2 separate regions of the Rattus norvegicus genome follow, and region 2 is linked to region 1. A link is a contact called in public Hi-C data. All regions are on one chromosome and are shown on one strand. Each heading gives the region's core, a stretch centred on a gene start, on an enhancer-like site or on the middle of the called end of the contact. The rest is flanking DNA. Distances are from core to core; before and after follow the strand shown.

The links. Hi-C and Micro-C count contacts between places; a contact is called where the count stands out from the background.
Region 2: a contact with region 1 is called in a Hi-C map of the A7r5 cell line, with 2.4 times the contacts expected there. The contact joins two enhancer-like sites. A contact is called at or near these places in 7 of 12 Hi-C or Micro-C datasets (the A7r5 cell line, kidney, liver and 3 more).

Annotation. Positions count from the first base shown.
Region 1 is chr9:99,024,686-99,027,385 of GRCr8, reverse strand. No RefSeq gene overlaps it. Among named protein-coding and RNA genes, the nearest start is that of Rab17, 12 kb to the right of the region's middle. Within about 2 kb of position 1,280, at least 14 of the 93 cell types and tissues checked have an H3K27ac peak or open chromatin away from gene starts, as enhancers often do. A contact at or near this core is called in the A7r5 cell line, where this site is marked.
Region 2 is chr9:99,077,552-99,080,251 of GRCr8, reverse strand. It overlaps a transcript of Lrrfip1 not described here. Among named protein-coding and RNA genes, the nearest start is that of Lrrfip1, 12 kb to the left of the region's middle. Within about 2 kb of position 1,336, at least 5 of the 93 cell types and tissues checked have an H3K27ac peak or open chromatin away from gene starts, as enhancers often do. A contact at or near this core is called in the A7r5 cell line, where this site is marked.

The DNA.
Region 1 (2,700 bases), core at 31-2,530:
TCTTCCTCCCAGTCTGTCATTAAAATCAATCCTGCCTCAGTCCTCCAAGTTCTGGGGTTACATATGCAAACAATCATTCTTAGTCTGCTTTTTTTTTTTTTGAGAGAAGCTCTCCCGTTGTAGTCCAGGTTTGCTGAGAACCCACTATGTAGCCCATGCTGGCCTCAAACTCATAGCTGTCACCCTTGACAAGCTTTCTGAGCTCTGGAAATTCAGGGGTAAACACCACACCTGGATTTTCCCCCAAGGGTCCACCTGGGCTTGGACTTGGGGGATCTTCTTCAACTCAGGACAGGTCCTGAGAAATGCAAAACCTTCTTCTCCAGCACACAAACCCTCAGAAGACAGACCTTGGGAAATGTGCACATGGGCTCATCTTCTCATGAATATTGAACACATCATGAATATTTATCAATGGAATTGTGTCTCCCTAAGATGATCTCATTTGAATTCTCAACATGCGTCCTTTAGAATGTGACCAGGACCTGAGACAGGGACTTTTCAGAGCTAACCAAGTAATGACACAGTCACTAGGGTGGCCCTCATTGAATAGGATTGGTGGTGTCTGTCACAAGAGGGGAAGTTTGGGGACAGACACCAGCACAGAAAGCTGTGTGAAGGTGAAGGTTGACTTTGCTTTGACCAGTCAAGGGTGCCAGGGTTGCTGACAGTATCCAGGGAGAAGGATGGCTGGCTACTTCCCAGATCTTCCAGACACCTTGATCTTGGGCTTCTGGCCTTCTGTCTGTGAAGGGTTGGAAGGGAAAGCACGGACTCTCTGCAGGACGTGGGGCTTCCTTTATTCCTGACCTTTTTTCCTCAGCCCTTTGTGGCTTTCTATGACCTTGGCTGTGAGCCTCTTTCTTGGAGGAGCCCTTGGGTCCACTACTGTTCTCCATGTGGCTATGGGCACAGCAGCCTTGGCTATTCAGGAGTGAATGTAGCTCTTTCTATCCATTCTCCAGGTTTGGGAGGGTCGCAGGTGTTCGAGAAGGCCCACTCCAGAGCCAGCCTGCTAGGTAGCTTGGTATGTCAGTGCCTGTGAACTGAAGGCTCAGACAGTCATCCGTTCCTCCATCTAGTTCTCAGGTGATGGCTGCCACCCAGCTGGATCCGAACTCCCACTCTGCACCCCGCTGGGCTCCCTGCACTGAGTTTCCAAAAAGGTGTTCATAATGCATGCTTTGTCAGGCTGGCATGAGGGTGAGCAGTGCTGCAGTCAGCATTAGGGAAGCTAAGAGCATCAAAAGAACCAGAGGACTGAGTCACTGTGCCTGCTGGCGCTTCCGGATGTGCTTGAGAGCTTGACCGCGGACCGAGTGATGTTCCTCCCTGGGTAACTGCTGAGTCAAAGGCTGCATTGTTGCTGGAGTCCATTGATGGACATTCCTGTGTGCCTCTCGGCAAACAGCTGCCCTGGTGTGTGAGCCGCTGCTCGTGGAAGTGCCATGTGCCCGCTCCCTTGCCAAGCTTGGATACGACCGGTCTGCTGATCCGCTTTCTGTGGGGGCTGTACCAGTACTGCGCACACTGGGAAGCTTGCGTCCTGACTGCCCGTCTCTGAGAGTTCTCAGTGAATTGGATTTTTTTTTCTTTCAGGTTTATAAATTAAGGATTCAAAGCAACATCTCTACGGAAATTATTTCACCCAGGATTTCATATGAAGATGGCTTTGATCGTCAGGAGCTCACCCTGCCCCGCCAGACCCCACCTCCTGGGTGTGGTATAGTAGCTATCAAAGGTGATGTAGCAATATAGGGATTTCTTGGAATGTTGTGAGGATTCTCTTCACAATTTATGTCAACACCGAGCTGGGGAGGTGCCAGTGGGCACGAATACACGACGCCTTCCCTATTCTCTGACCGTAATTCAGCAAGTCTCGCTGTGGATCTACCATGGTTCCCTAGGTTTCTTGCAAACAGGACTTCAAGGCAAAAGTGCTGGGTATGGAGGTAAAAGGAAGAGAAAAACCAAAGTTGCTTGGGCAGCTCGTTTGTGCCTTCTTGACAACAGCGTTGGGCAGGGGCGTTAGTGTGGAAGTGAGCGGCAAGGAAAATGAGACCATGACCAAGAACAACACAGGGTGTGATAGAGCGCTGGCCCTGCAGGGACCAGGCCCAGGGTTCCAGCTTCAGCACTGCAAGACCAAAATCAAAGCCAGAAACAAAGCAAAGGAAACAGACCCACAAACCACACAGCCACCGTTGCTGGATAAGGAATGTGAAATACCACATTCCGCACAACAGCAGTAGCAACAAATGTAAGGGAAACGTATACACAGCAGGCAAATAAGTGGATTTCGGGAGAGATTTAGCAGCCCGTGAACAGAATCGTACAGAAATAACAAGAGTGAAAGCCTGCAGTATGGTTCACCCAGGAATCCAGTAAGGAGGTGGAATGGACAGAGGGATACTTAGTTACACTAAAAGGCGAAGGAAAGGAAGAACAAAAGATTAGACTCCGAGAGGATGGTTGCTGAGCTCTGATAGTTGGAGGTCGGGTCTCCTTTGCAAGGAGAAAGGGCTCAAAGTTGGCCTTGCAAGCCTTTGTAGCCCTTGACAACCGGCAGCAGGGGACAGTGGCAACAGGCCCTAGGGAGCAGTTGCAGGTGGCTCTTTCTAGCATTAGAATGAATGCTCTTGTGTAGATCTAGGATGTCAGGACATTTTGCCATTGTGTAAGCCCAACATAGGGTTCTTC
Region 2 (2,700 bases), core at 87-2,586, 53 kb before region 1:
TGGCCAGAAGGAAGTACAGGCCGCCCCAGGTACATGGAGAAATGTGTGTATTTGGCTGCTTCTGTGACTCCCTTAGATGTTGTTGGGAGGCTCTTTTTACAGTTCCTCATGCTCAGAAACTTGAACTTCATACCAGAAGGTGAAAATGTCTGTATAAAGGCAGAAAAGACTTTGTTTGAAGCAGAGCCTAGCAGCTACAGTATAAGTGAAAACCATCCTCCCTGTTCTTTCGCAGACACGGCTGCGTTATTCTTCCCGATTAAGCTGAGGATCTGTTTGTTAAACTTTAGCCAACCCTTCCTCTAAACTGGGATTTTATTTGCAGTTCATCATATTTATAGATTACATGGATAAATAAATGTATAAATAATTCAGAAATGGATTAATAGTTTTAACATAGGGTTTGTCACTGAGGAGGAAGAGTCAGACCTCTGGTGCCACAGTTTCAAAGCTGCTGTGATTTCCCAACCTCTCTTCTTTAAGTAGAAACTCTTCAATTATGGACAAGAAGGACACAGTGGCTTTGAGAGCTGGAGTGGGCGCTGTAATAAGGCAGGACAAGATTCGGGGATGTTAGAACTTAGACAGCATTTAAAATTGCTGACCTGGCAGATAGAGAGTCTTGTTGTCAGGCTCCCGAAAGGAAACAAATTGCATGTCTCTCAACAAGGCATTTGCTGAAAGGCAAAGATCTAATTTTGAGCAGTAAAAGATAAACACTTGAGGCCACTAGGCCTCCTGGAGGAGCTCCTGGAGTCAGGGAGTCACTGGACAGTTGACGTCAGGATGCCTCTGTGCTCCGCAGAGGGGTACTATGGACCACAGGAAAGTGCATAGATAGTTTGCTGGAAATCTCAGGCTCTGGGCAGGTTATGTGACCTCTCTGTGTACCTCAGTTCCCTTATCTGTAAAATGGGAACAATAATGGTACCCAGTTGACAGGACTAGATGAGCTGTTGTTATAACTCTAAACAAGGCATAACTACAGCGAGGCCAGTTGGTCTGTGTCATTACAGCACAAAGTTGCTGAAAGAAAATTCAATGTGTGTTCATTGTGCTGGTCACAAATTTACAGATGGTAGTAACCTGTGTCCCAGACAAACCTGCACCGAATTCCCTCCCCACCCAGTGAAGCTCCTGCCTGGCCCTCAGCTCAGACCCTCAAACTGGGGGAGCTCTGGTACCAGCAGTACTGTGAGCTGGTGAAACACACGCCTTCAGCATGAGCTCCGGGCTCCCGTGGACTAATCACACTGCTTTTCTTGAGTAAGAGGCCTGAACTTTGTGCTGGTTTCTTCGGCAAGGCACCTTACTTCCTTGTGGCGATGCAATCTCAAAGGCCACTCTTGGACATCAGCAGCCAGATAAGGAGTTATGACTATGTTTCTAAAGAATGGGGTTGGGTAACAGGAGCTCAGAACTTCCCCCTTTGGGTGAAGAGACACCCACCGCAGCCCAGATGGCTGTGTACGACATAGGCATGTATGTGTTTATGTCAGTGCATGGGTGTATATGGAGTGCCAAAGCTGACATCCTGCGTCTATCTTTCTCAGTTACTGAGTGAGGCAGGGTCTCCCAACATCCCTAGAGCTGGAAGACTCAGTCAGTCTAGCCAATCAGCTTCCCACCTGTAGAGCTCTGGGACGGATCTCCCACACCCACATGGCTTTACAGGGACACTAGAGGGCTATACGCTGGTCTTCATGCTTGTTGGGCAAGTATTTTATCCACAGAACCATCTATCTCCCCAGCCTGGTAGAGGTTTTCAAAGGGGTGGGGTGGGGTTACATAGAGACATAATTGTTTCAGACTGGAAAAAAAATGAAAATACTCAATTCTAATGGTCTGTGGTTATTAAAAACACACGCCAGGTGTTTTGAGTTGAGTATCTTAGAACTGCAGGTAATGTCAAACATATTTGTTACTATTATTATGTGTGTTCATGTGCATGGAGGGATGCTCATGCCACACCATGCATGTCTATAGAGGTTAGAGGACAGCTGTAGAGTTGGGTCCTGCCTTTCACTGTGGGCTTGGGATTTGAACTCAGGTCACTAGGCTCCTGTGGCCAGAACTTTGTCTCAACGCCCAACTCTTTAATATCTTTTGTTGTTGTTGTTGTAGTTAATTTCTAATGTTAGCGTATTCAACTCCAGGAGATGTCAAGGGGCATGTGCGGAGAGAAAACAGAAGCGAGGGAGGGGGCTTAACAACATCAGGTACTATAATGGCAAGGAACCCATGTTAAAATGTCAAAGAAAGGGCTGGAGAGATGGCTCAGTGCTTAAGAGCAGTGACTGCTCTTCCAGAGGTCCTGAGTTCAAACCCCAGCAACCACATGGTGGCTCACAACCATCCGTAATGAGATCTGATGCCCTCTTCTGGTGTGTCTGAAGACAGCTACAGTGCACTCATTATATAATAAATAAAATCTTTTAAAAAATGTCAAAGAAGTCACACTGAATGCAGAAGCTGTAGGTAGAAGTGGTTCAGATAGATGAAGAATGGATGCTCCGTAGAACGGGAGAGAGGGTGTCAGCCTCAGAGAGGAAGGGAACCCTAACGGGAGGTTAAAGGTGAGGACCTTAAGGTCTGTCTGTAAGCTGTTGCATGACTACAGTCCCATGAGGTCCTGAGACGTTTTTTAACTTTGCTTTGGGGTTGTTGGGAATCAAACCCAGGGTCCCTCTTCTGCTATTC